Regions from separate parts of the Xenopus laevis genome. Here region 1 is linked to region 2. The links are chromatin contacts, called in public Hi-C maps. All regions are on one chromosome and are shown on one strand. Each heading gives the region's core, a stretch centred on a gene start, on an enhancer-like site or on the middle of the called end of the contact. The rest is flanking DNA. Distances are from core to core; before and after follow the strand shown. Region 1 overlaps LOC108700312. Region 2 has its middle 20 kb from the start of LOC108700307.

Evidence for each region. Hi-C and Micro-C count contacts between places; a contact is called where the count stands out from the background.
Region 1: a contact with region 2 is called in a Hi-C map of the XL177 cell line, with 6 times the contacts expected there. The contact joins two enhancer-like sites. A contact is called at or near these places in 2 of 4 Hi-C or Micro-C datasets (the XL177 cell line and the XTC cell line).

The regions. Positions count from the first base shown.
Region 1 is chr8S:87,674,643-87,681,435 of Xenopus_laevis_v10.1, forward strand. All of the region lies in intron 4 of LOC108700312, which reads right to left. It overlaps LOC108700313 (A-kinase anchor protein 6), which reads left to right. Exons shown (of 14, transcript XM_018233403.2): 3 at 4,401-4,652; 4 at 5,986-6,793. Among protein-coding and RNA genes, the nearest start is that of LOC108700313, 29 kb to the left of the region's middle. Within about 2 kb of position 3,164, at least 1 of the 7 cell types and tissues checked has an H3K27ac peak or open chromatin away from gene starts, as enhancers often do.
Region 2 is chr8S:87,554,676-87,561,289 of Xenopus_laevis_v10.1, forward strand. No RefSeq gene overlaps it. Among protein-coding and RNA genes, the nearest start is that of LOC108700307, 20 kb to the left of the region's middle. Within about 2 kb of position 1,581, at least 1 of the 7 cell types and tissues checked has an H3K27ac peak or open chromatin away from gene starts, as enhancers often do.

The DNA.
Region 1 (6,793 bases), core at 1,914-4,413, 120 kb after region 2:
GTTTGGGTGCAGTGGTGAATGGGATACTGGAGGGAGACACCAGTGCTCTGTTAACCAAAACATCTCCCCTTTATAATCATCCCCGTCCCTTGTTAACTCTTGTCTAGCCATATTCCCTTTCCCAAGTAAACTTTTAGGGAGCAGCAGATACATCAAGGTTTAAAAGACAACATTTTGTAGGCGTGGCTTACAGGGGGTTCCTAGTGACATGACTGCACTTGCGCACAATGTGTAGTGATGTCATTGAATGCTCACTGCGCATATGGAAGACAAAAAACAGGGGAATCCCTTTAAAGGATAACTAAACCCTAGGAATTAATATGATTAAAAATGCCATATTTTACATACTAGACTTATTGCACCGGCCCAAAGTTTCAGATAAGGGGATCATATAATAATCTCTCTAATGCTTTATTTACCAGTAGGTAGGTTTCCAGCTGACACAAGGTCACCCATTCTGATTAGATGAAAGGAGGTTCCATCTTAATATTCAGGTTTTTTTTACAGTGAGAGCTGTGAAGATGTGGAATTTTCTCCCTGAATCAGTCGTACAGGCTAATACATTAGATACTGTAGCTTTAAGAAGGGGTTGGATGGCTTTTTAGCAAATGAGGGAATACAGAATGGAATTTATTTCCAAATTTTTTTGCAAATTGGAGAGGCTTCAAGTGGAGTTTTATTTGCCTTCCTCCGGATCTACTTGCAGTTAGACAGGCCCCTGCCACCCACCTGCTTACCCACCGCCAGCCCCTTCCCCACATGCACCTTATACTTATTTAGCCTCAATCAAGTGATGGATGGCAGCGACTGTGGAGAGGCAGGCAAGGATCGGGTCTGGGTTGGCAGGGCTTTGCAGGTTTTTTCCCAGTGTCCTGCAGGCCCAGTCCAACCTTACTTGTGTCACCCCACTCACTTCTCAAGAATGGCTGAGGCTTGAATATTATTTTCAGATCCTGTATTCGTTATCTTCCCTTCTGCCATTCAAACCACTGCCCATCCAGGCTCACAGATTTCTGGTGCCTCAGTACAAGTGCAGACAAGTGTCTAATTGTACTCCTGATATATAAATAACCTGATTGGAGGGTGCTGTCTGCATTTGGCTGCACATGGATTGTAGCCAAGCAATAATTGGGCCTAAGAGGGATCTTAGTCTCAGCTTCAAATGAAGCACTAATGTGCCAACGTACAGGCGACATAAACATAACACTCAGACTACTACTACATAAACAATCCCACACTGTTAATTTATACAGCATAATAATCCAGTTGGGATACCATTTCTGTAAAACTGTCACCCCTGATACCAAGAACTACAATTCCCAGAATGCTTTGTAAAGGTGTCATAAACTGTAGTTTACAAGAGCAGCACTATGCTGATGACAAGGCCCTATTCTGAGATCAGATTATTGATTATTGATTCCGATTCTTTCACTAGGCAGCACATGACAACTGTGAAACTACACTTCACATTATCTTCAGCTGACCAATAGCTACAAAGCAACCTTGCATTCCAACTGTACATTTGTATTCACAAGAAAATGACAATATTTAAATTGTGTCAAATGAAGCAGAGCTTTATGTGTCAATACAGAGCCTTCTGCTCTATCAGAGATACTTTTGTGCCAACACAAAGCCTTCTATGCTAATAAAGAGCTTTCTGTGCCTATACAGAGTATTCTGCTCTAATACAGAGCCTTTTGTACCAATACAGAGCCTCCAATGCTAACACAGAGCCTCCTATGCCAGTACAGAGCCTTCTGCTCTAAAACAGAGTGTTATGTGCCAATACAGAGAGTATTATATAGTGAATAAAGTACCCCCTCTTGTAAAATATAAGGATATTATAAGTTACCGAGGAGTTTCATGACCATATAAAAACACGAGGCCGAAGGCCTAGTGTTTTTATACAGGTCATGGAACTCCGAGGTAACTTATAATATCCTCATATTTTACAACTGGGGGTACTTTATTAATTATAATACACAAATTTTAGTGAGCCATGTGACAGAAATTACATCACTACTCACCGTTTATAACTGATGACATCACTACTCACCGTTTATAAGGATATAATTTACAAGATATTCATGGCTTTTGTGTATTATATGCCAATACAGAGCTTTCTGCTCAATCTGCTGTAATACAGAGCCTCATGTGCCAATACAGAGTCTTCTACTCTAATACAGAGTGTTATTTGTCAATACAGAGCCTTCTGCTCTAATGCAGAATGTTTTGTGCCAAGACAGAGCATCATATGCCAATACAGAGCCTTCTGCTCTAACACAGAGCCATCTGAGCCAATACAGATCCTTCTGTGCCAAGACAGAGCCTCATATGCCAATACAGAGCTTTCTGCTCTAGCACCGAGCCTTCTGTGCCAATACAGAGCCTCCTATGTCAATACAGAGCCTTCTGCTCTAATACAGAGTGTTATGTGCCAATACAGAGCTTCCTTCACCAATACAGAGCTTTCTGCTCTAACACAGAGCCTTCTGTGCCAATACAGAGCCTTCTGTGCCAATACAGAGCCTCCTATGCCAATACAGAGCATTCTGCTCAGATACAGAACCTCCTATGCTAATACAGAGTCTTCTGCTCTAATACAGAGTGTCCTGTGCTAATACAGAAGCCTTATGTGCTAACACAGAGACTTCTATGTTAATGCAGTGCATATGCTGTACACAAACATAATAACAGCGGACGATTGTAAAACTTTCCATTTCCACATGGTTCAAGGTTAAATAAATTCTCCCCTGCCATTACTAGTATCAGTGGCTTCCTATGTAACACTACAAGGTTAACCATTACATTGCAGTGCAGCAGGGGTTAAGGGTCTCTCCCAGTCTCTGTCACATACTCTTTGGTGAGAGATCAGATCCTAAAATAGCCTTGGGGAGGGGCAGCGAGTGGTTGCTTGTTTGCAGAAGATGGTTGAGACTGAGGGTCTTCCAGACGCAGGCAGAGACAATAAATGAGAAGAGTGTGATCTGACTGGCAGACAAGGTGTCGGGGGGTTTGCCTGCCACTTGAAACCAGGTAGGGCGTCTGTTGGTGTGCAATTCTGCTGTGAGATCTATTCTGTAGGGAAGAGCTACTTTGTACTGTACTTACCTTCCTGCTACTGTAGGTTATACACAAGCTGTCTTGATTCCTGCACTACAGGGGCCATTGTAGCGTTGGTTTATGTGTCTGTATGGAATCTCTGGCTTTAAGAATACAGTATACAAAATGCAAATGTTTTTAATGCAGAAAGTAAAGTGCTTTCCCCTAAGTGCACGCGCAGCCCCTGTGCCCAGTGAAGCCCCCTCCTCAGCTGGCAGCTGAAATATCTCTGTGTGTTTGGGATGTTTATCAGGAAAATGCCCCGACAGCTGAGAAAGTGTAATGACAGCTGTCCCCTTGTGTCATCTGCTCTGGAACATGCTCAAGCCAGGGAGGCTGCCCACTGTCACTCTCCTACATGTGCAAGCTAGTTTATGGCTCAGCTTCACTTTGGATTGCAAGCTCTTATGGTTGCAGTGATACTGTTATTCTTTCCCTTCTGGCCGCCAGTTGGTGGAAACAGAAATGGGACAAACTCCTTTCGTGCCAAAAGTGGGGCAGCAACTTATAATACAGTTCCTTTAAGTTTGCACCTTATCAGAAAAAAATATCTTTAGATTCTACATAGCATGGCCCTCAAGAGAAGCAGTTGTCACTAGAGTAATATACCATATATACATTTCTTACATTCATAGCAGGTAGTGCAACAGCTCCTGTAGTATCAGTATCAGAAACAGAAGTGGGGATCATATCTCCCTGGAAAGTGACAGTGGAACTGTAGGGTGACATGGCAGGAGAAACCAAGCACTTTGGATAGCTCTCCATATATCCATAACATAGCTTAACTTTAATGAAAATGCAATAGCAGGAGAAACTCTATACCAGGGGTTCCCAAGCTTTTCTACCTGTGAGCCACATTAAAATAAAGAACGAGTTGGGGAGCAACACAAGCATGATAAAAGTTCCCGAGGTAGCAAATAAGGACTGTGATTGGCTATTTTATAGTCCCTCTGTGGACTGGCAGCCTATAGGAGGCATTGTTTGGTGGCACATATGGTTTTTATGCAACCAAAAGTTACCTCCAAACCTGCAATTCGGGGGAAAAAACCTACTTTGAGGCCACTGAGAGCAACATCCAAGGGGCATGTTGCTCAGGAGCCACTGGTTTAGGATCACTGCTCTATACTATAGCATTGTACAACCTGTGGCCGCATAGTTGATGTTATACCTTCTAACAATGGAAGCCTGTTTTGCCTGTATACATGCAATTATTTTGAAATCTTACATTACTCCCCTCCATCATTTCCCACCAATGCCCATCTCTGATTGCTTTTTCCTCTTCTTTTTCCTTATTGCAGGAAATATGCGAGGACATCTCAGACCATGTGGAACAGATCCACGCCCTGCTGGACACAGAGTTCTCCCTGAAGCTCCTCTCATACTCTGTCAATGTTATAGTTGATATCCACACGGTCCAGCTGCTGTGGCACCAGCTCCGGGTGTCTGTGCTTGTGCTCAGGGAGAGGATCCTCCAGGGGCTACAGGACAGCAACGGCAACTACACCCGCCAAACGGATATTCTGCAGGCATTCACCCAGGAAAACCAGGAGGCAAGTGGAGCTTTGTGGGGGCTTCCGGGTCACTTGGTACAAGCGTTTGGTGGAGGAGGTTGAGAAGAGGGGAAGAATAAACCTAAAAGAGCTAGGAGCTACTTGTAGTATCATTCTAGAGTTCAAATTCCTCCTATGTGTAATCTACAATAATATTATTTTATACAAGAGCCGTAATTCATATGATAAAATGCACTGTATATTTTCAGAGGTTAGTGATTTATAATCAGTGATGCGTATAGCCCACCTGTGGATGTGCTATAAAATGATAGTAATGGTATGATACAGGTGTATGCTGCTGCAGAGTACACGGCCACTCTTAAAGGAAAACTATACCCCCCAAACAATGTAGGTCTCTATTAAAAGATACTGAGTAAAACAGCCCATGTGTAAAACCCTGCTTCATGTAAATGAACCATTATCATAATAATATACTTTTTTAGTAGTATGTGCCATTGGGTAATCATAAATAGAAAATTGCCATTTTAAAAAATAAGGGCCGCCCCCTGAGATCGTAGGATTCACTGTGTACACATACAAACCACATGTAAGGTCACATGAGCCAATTAACAGACAGAGTTCTGCCTTTTGCTTCCTCACTTCTTCCTGTTACAGTTAGTGTTGTAGTATTTCTGGTCAGGTGATCTCTGAGACAGCACAGATAGAGTCATGAAATGGTGGTTCAAGGCAAGAGACGTAAAAGGGCAATATTTATGTAAATATATATTCCAGTTTGGTAAGATTATTTAATATGTCATTCAATTTGATATAAACTATCTGTTGCTTAAGTATTCATTTTGGGGGTATAGTTTTCCTTTAAACTATTGGCAACTCCCAGTGAGGTGCAATATTACCTTATCATGAGGTGCAATATTACCTTATCATTTCACTCCAGGAGATCCCTTGGTTGATTTCTGAGTACAGCTCAGCCATGTTGGAAATAAACTGCAATCCAGGTGCTTCTCCAACAATGAACCTCTTTACTGAAACATAGGCACTTTCAATTCTACCACTGACTAATCTTTCCCCAATGGGCCTGACACCAGCCCAATCCTGTACCCACATCTGCGTTAGGTGGGATCCAGGAAAAGAGCCTTGAGCACATATGTACTCTCTCTTTTATACCAATTTACCCTACCCTCTAGTGGGCAAATGCGGAATTACTATTAAAACCAACTTTACCCTGGAAAAGGAAATAAATACCCTGGACACACTGAGGACCAACTGGATGTCTATGACATGGGAAAGAAAGTTAGCTTTAGAAATGTTATACTGGGGCTTTGTTTAACCCACAAAAGCCAAAAATAACTAAAATCTTTCACTCCTCTTACAGGACAGGCTTGATGCTCTGACAGAGGTAGACTGTTCAGGTCAACTGACCATTAGATGCCCCACAGATTACCTCTCCTTGGACTGCGGGATCACAGCCTATGAATTATCAGATTACAGCCCCCGGGAAGAGGAGAACCACATGCAACCTGCCAAGCCACTACAGGCCTGGACATACGTCGCTATGCAACAAGAGTTTCCAGATCTGGTCAAGGGTCCTAGCCTGTTGAGTGTTGCCCCTGAATGCAATGAGCAGCTCGTGAATGAGCAAGAGAATGACTGTATCCCCATAAATACAGAGGAATCAGGACAGCAGCCCCCAAGAGCACTTCCTCTGGCTGAAAGTACCACCCCTAAAAGACCCCTGCAAGACAGCAGTGATCATGGAGGTGACTCGCCGACCCGCCCTTCGCTTCCCAAGAGAGGTCTTTTCCTAAATGATGCTGGCCATTTTGGACAAGCAGGGTGTTTTGGGACATCTGTAGAAATTAACTTCTCTCAGCCTCCATGTCCTTCCTCACCTCGACACCACCTAACTCTCACACTGACACCTCCATACACTCCCACTGCTCCTACAACATCCAGAAGTCACCTAGAGGCAGAGGATGAAAAGGCAAGAAGAATGCAAGGTAGCAAAGACTTAGACAGTGCAAATCCACAGTGCCTAGACACAGCAAAGTCCCCCAGCGCAAAGACTCCCCCACATAGAACACAAAAAGTAAACACAACAGAGATGTGGGAAGACCACCAAACACTGGACTCTCCACCCCAGGACCAAGAGACCAGCAACTGGTATGGATCAGATGAGTTCT
Region 2 (6,614 bases), core at 331-2,830:
ATAGGGACTTTCCCATTCAGTGCAGAGAAATAGGGACGTTCCCGTTCAGTGCAGAGAAATAGGGACTTTCCCCTTTAGTGCAGAGAAATAGGGACGTTCCCGTTCAGTGCAGAGAAATAGGGACTTTCTGGTTCAGTGCAGAGAGATCGCAACTTTCCAGTACTAACGCGGGACTGCGGGTTGAGCTGTCAAAAGCAGGACTGTCCCGTTCAAAACGGGACAGTTTGGAGGTATGAATTATCCGGCCAGTCACTTCTCTACCAATCTCTGCCATTCGCAGTCACAAGCAGCCCTGACAGAGACACACAAAAAAATATGCCCAATGTGACCAATCTATTCTAAATTATCTGTACAACTGTATAAGAAAGGGAAAGGTATTAGCACTGGGGGGTGCCAAATGTTACCCCCCAACAATTATAACTGCTTCCCTGATACCCAGGGTCAGTGCTCCAGTAAGCAGAAAACTGCACCTGCCTGGGCTACAGGTATGGGTTCTGTTATCCTGAATGCCTAGGACTTGGTGTTTTCCAGATAAAGGGTCTTTCTGTAATTTGGATCTCCATACCTCAAGTCTGCTACAAAATAGTTTAAACATTAAATAAACCCAACAGGATTGCTTAGCCTTAAAGAGGACCTGTCACCCAGACACAAAAATCTGTATAATAAAAGTCCTTTTCAAATTAAACATGGAATACAATTTCTATTTTTTATTCATAGCTGTTGTAAGGTCATTTAAAAATCTCAGCCGTCAATCAAATATTGCCTTTGGCATAGAGTAGGGGCAGACAATTGCTTTCACTTTCCATTCACTACTTCCTATCGTGCGGCACTTGATTTCTCCTCCCTGCCTTCCTTATAGAAGATAGCCAGGGAGGAGTAATTGAACGCCGCGTGATGGTTCGTCGCCTTTTCTGAAGAGGAGTGCGAGCGGAGATTCGGTAAGTTATTTTTAAATAAAGACTTTGCGGTTTTAAAGTTTAATATGTGTTGGTGTTTTTTTTCCCATAGTATACAAACAAATGTAGGCAGCAGAGACCTGCATGGGTCTGTTTTTAAAGATTTGCGCCCAACCTAGACCCGCTTAGCCTAAGCCGTGCCTGATCCCGCATACCTGCCTTCTGATGCCCAATGATTTTCGCCTAAACCCGCATCCCGCAGCAATTACTGCGCCAACCGTAAGTGATATGTTTTCTTCTTTTACCCCAGAAATGACCGCCTGTAGTCCACCCCACTGCAGAGGATCGGGTACCCACGGGCCGCCCGCACAGTGGGCACAAAAAGTATAATCAATGCGAAACATTGTGGGTATTCCGCAGGTAAAGCAGAACAAGGAGAGATCGGCACACAGGTTCAATTGCAACATGGGGTAAACCCCTAAGTGTTTATTGTGTCATAGTTTGCACAATTTCCGCAGGTATCCAACACGATGCAGGACTAGGGTTGCCACCTGTCCTGTTTTGACCTGGACAGCCCGGTATTTTGAGGGGCTGCCCGGGTCTATACTTCCTGCCCGGTTTTCCAAATAAGGAAAACTGGGCGGGATTCCCTTGATTGACACGGCGATCGACCAATCGCTGATCTCAGCATCATAGCCCCGCCCATGGATGTCACGGGTCCGACCGCGGGCGCCATAGCCACGCCCACTGACGTCACAAGTCCGCCCACTGACGTCACAGACACGCCCACTAGCGTCACTCTCGAAGGCCAGGGTGTTCGAGCAGGCCGTATTGTCCAAGATTACCATAACAAAACAGATTTATTATGAATGAATGACTGAGTCAGAAATATGAATAGTGATGGGCGAATTTGGGGAAAAATTTGTGAATTTCCCACGAAATTCGGGAAACGGCGAAAAATTCGGGAAATGGCGCTGGCGTCTCGTTTTTGGCTAAATTGCCAAAAAAATGGATGCCGGCGTCCATATATATATTTTTTTTTACGCCGGTGAATTTTCGCGGCAGTTTCACGAATTTATTCGCCGGCTGCAAATCTCGTTAGTTTGCTGCGAATTCGCGCCTGGCGAATAAATTCGCCCATCTCTAAATATGAACCTAAATGTTATTCAGATAAGTGATACAATTTTTTCCTCTTTGTGGAACTGTTGGGAGAAGTGATACAATGTAGCCAAAAGATGGCGCTGTTTGAGGAAGTAGAAATTGTTTTAAAACAAAGGTTTAATTATCCGACAACAGAATGTCTTGAAAATTCTTTCAATTGTTGACTTTAAAATATATAGGCAAGTCAATACTATAACCACTGTATTCTCTAATGGCCAGAAGGGGGAGCAAGCTTTGTGTTGTTGATGACCAGAGTAGGCTCAAGAAACACAATTATTACAATATAATAAATCTATCTATAAAGAAGTAAATCTTAAATAACATTAGTTGTTTATGTCTGTTCAGGAAAGAAAAAGAAAAGACTGCCAGCGCAAGATTTGCATTTAAAAATAATTGTTACAAATAAGATGCTAGTACCACACTTTGGCAAAAATATTTAGTCTTATGTGCCATGTCAAGGCCCCTCATTGTACATGAGTCCTAAGTCTATAGTGCATTAAAGGAGAACTAAACCCTAAAAATGAATGTGGCTAAAAATGCCATATTTTATATAGTGAACTTGTTGCACCAGCCTAAAGTTTCAGCTTGTCAATAGCAGCAATGATCCAGGACTTCAAACTTGTCACAGGGGGTCACCATCTTGGAAAGTGTCTGTGACACTCACATGCTCAGTGGGCTCTGATTGGCTGTTGAGAAGCTAAGCTTAGGGCTCGTCACTAATTATCCAGCAGATAATGAGGTTGGTCTGTAATATAAGCTGATGCTACAGGGCTGATTATTAAATTCTGATGCTAGTTGCACTGGTTTCTGTGCTGCCATGTAGTAATTATCTGTATTAATTACTAATCAGCCTTATATTGTGACATTTCTATTCTATGTGTACTGTATATTGTGAGTGGTTCCCTAAGCTCAGTTAGTGACAGCAGCACAGAGCATGTGCAGTGAATCAGCAGAAAAGAAGATGGGGAGCTACTGGGGCATCTTTGGAGACACAGATCTTTACTGTTAAAGGGCTGTGGTTGCCTTTGGCTGGTATAGAAGCCCAAAACATAATGTACAACATTTCTACCTACTTTTTTAGTTAAACTTTAGTTCTCCTTTAAATAGTGCATTTAAAATCAATCCCTCAGCAAACAGTGTGACTGAGACCATGTTGCACTTACACTTAACTCAGGAGCTGGGATTAAACTGAGCGTAGGCAATTTCTTTGGGGTTTCGTGTGCAAACTATAGTCAAATATTGCTTCTAGCTGCCATTCTGGCTTTAAAACAAGGGCTTATTTACAGGTTTAAGTTAACTGACTGGGGCTTAAAAGCTCTCGTATAAATGAAAAAAGGGGGCCTTGAAGTGGCATGTGATCTTACATATTTTGGCCAAAGTGTGGTACTAACACCCCAATTTTTTGTAGCAATTCTTTTTAAAGGCAAACAGTGTGCTGGAAATCTTTATCATTGCTAGCAGCTGGTCAACACCAGAATGTGGCTTAGACTGAGCACTGGCACAAGGGAGCTTCCAGCACAGCTTGTGGTAGACCGAGCACCGGCAAATTCTTTCTATGTTTCATGTCTGTTAAAGAAGAAGTATAGGTTTAAGTCTATTTATACAGGTTATACTGATCAATACAGGAGGTGGATGGCCCTGCTTATTGGAGCTAACCCTCAAAAAGATCACTTAATTCTGAATGTGTAATGCCTCATTAATGGGAATGCAAATGAATCCTTTACATACAGTGATAATAAATAATACTTTAATTTCCCCTCTACCCCAATCCCAGGCTGAAGCTTTTGATGTACCAGTTCTGTTTCAGTCCCTTCCCGCAGACAAGTCCCAGCTGTGCAGTCCCAAAATACTGTAAATATTAAACATATTTTCCTTATTACTTGGGTCATCCATAATTTAGCTGTTTTGGAATACATTTAATGTAGTAGCATGTTCTGTTTATAGCCAGCAGTGTACGCAGCCAGACTTTTAATTAGCATTCCCCATTAACTTACTGATGTCAGTTGAATTGCTATTGAGTGCTATTTCTCCTTGTACCATGAACAAGTCAAGTTAATTTAAAGTGGTGGTTCACATTTAAAGGAGAACTAAACCCCCTTTCTAATAAAAACCCCTACCCTCCATAGTCCACCCTTCCTGCTCCTCCCCACACAAGTGTTCACACAAGTAAATGGCCTTAATCTGGTAATTACCCCTCATTGCAAAGGAGCTCACGGGCGCCATTTTGCGGCGCTTTGGGAATCTTCGGGTCCCTTCGGCAATTTATGTGACTTTTGGTGCATGCGCAGTTGTTCTGGACCGGAATATTGCCACAACTGCGCATTCACCGATACGGCGCTTTATTTATGAAGTTTCCCGAAGCACTGAAGAAGGTTCCCCTGAGCTCTGCTGCGCTGACTCTGCAATGAGGGGTAATTACCATCTTAGGGGCATTTATTTGTGCCCCTGCGGGGGGGGGAGCAGGGAGGGGGGCTATGGAAGGTAGGGGTTTTTTTATTAGAAATTAGGTTTAGTTATTCTTTAAGTCAACTGTTACAAAATGTCCTGTTCTTAGCAACTTTTTTTTATTTAATTTTTTTTAAAATTTTTGTATTTTTTTGCCTTTTTCTGCCTCTATCCAATTTTCAAATTAAGGTCACTAACCATGGCAGCCAAAAACTTGTTCTGTAAGGCTACAATTTTGCTATTATTTTTGACTTTTATTCAGCATCTCTTCTAGTCTTTCATTCAAACCACTGCCCAATTGAAACGTGGGACCAGGGCCGGAACTAGGGGTAGGCAGAAGAGGCACCTGCCTAGGGTGCAAAGCTGTGGGGGCACTGGGCAAGTACCTGTGCCTACCCCTAGTCTGGGTCATTCACTCCCCTGCTCCTCTCCTCCCTCCCTCCCCTCGTCACTCCCCATCGTCCTCTCATCACTCCCTCCCTCCCCTTGGCACTGCCCTCCCTCCATCACGACCCTGCCCTTCCCTTAATCTCTATGGTGAATGCGCACTCGCGCCTGTAAGTGGGGGAGAGGGCGGAGGCAGCTGACTGGTGTCCTGCATCGGGTTGGGTACCCGCAGAATACCCACAAGGTGGTCGGGTTTTGTGCAGAAATTTGCCGGATTGTGCTGGTAGTCTGCAGATAACATATCTGGGTACACGACTATGTCGCAGGACTGGTTCCTCCTACCCTCTCCTGAGTTTGTGGTAAGATTTCTTTCCTTAACTAGCGGAATAGAGTCCCGTGTGATGCCACTTGGACCCTAGTGACCAGATGCTGAACAAAAAGTGAAATAATTTTTAATAAAAAAAAAACATGAAAATGACCAACTGCAAATTGTCATTCTATCACTATCAACATCATACTGAAAGTTCATTTAATGGTGACCTATTCCTTTAAAAATGTTATATTTGATTACAAGGATATCAGTTTACAGGAATCCACTATGGAGAAACAAAACCAGCAGCTGAATAGGTGGGAGGCCTCTGCAGACAAATGCTATGGGGGATTCTTGGTGAGTAAGTTAAAAGAAATGCAGCAGTTTCTTCCACAGCAACAGTTCCTTGTAGGTCTGGACTGAGAATCAAACTAGGCCCTGGCATTTCAGGCACCCAGAGGCCCCAACAGGCCGCACAAAGGCTCAAACAGCCCCCCACCAGCCCATTACATAGTGACTGTCTATGGCATCTTACAGCAGCCCCTCTGGCATTTGCCAGAACCCACAGATTGCCAGTCCGGGCCTGGTTCCTTGGCAGCAGCAAATGTCAGTGTGCAGCTCTTTGGGAAGAAGGACTGAGCTGACCTGCAAACTCAAATGGCATTTTTATACTGAGACCTACGGATCAGACTGCTTTCTGGGTCTTAGTGCTCTGACGGCTGCTAAATTATTTCTCATGACAGCCAGTATAGTCTCTTCTGACAGGGTCTCATCTCCCTAAGGAAACCTCACAAGCACAACACCATGTCCTCTTTAGAGAGAGAATTTTGTCAGGTTGAGCATAGTGTCTTTAAATTCTGCCTGATGGGAGATGTATAAACCACCAATCCTGTTCTTATCCTTTAGCCACATAGATGTACAAAAAATGCAGGGAATTGAAAGTCAGGAACCTGCCTTCAACTGAAAAGATTTTGAGGTTGCTGCCAATAAAAATGATCATGTCCAGAATCCTGCAGCGAGGGTCGTGTTAGTTGTGGGGGCATTATGGGGGCATCCATGCCAATGTTTGTGCAAAGTCTGTACTTCATACCGTGTTCCTTACCAGTTACCTGGAAGCTGAGCGAATTTTTTAATTTTTTTTATGGTCAAAACTGTCAAATTGGACTAGGAAGTTATCCAAACTCGATTCGAGTTTTTGTTTAAAAAAAAAAATTTAATTCGATTTTCAAGATTTATCATACTCTGGCCCTTTAAAGGGATACTGTCATGGAAAACATGACTTGGGGCAGCTGGGAAATTGACAATATGTCTAGGCCCAAGTCAGATTTCAAAATTGAATATAAAAAAATCTGTTTGCTCTTTTGAGAAATGGATTTCAGTGCAGAAGTCTGCTGGAGCAGCACTATTATCTGATT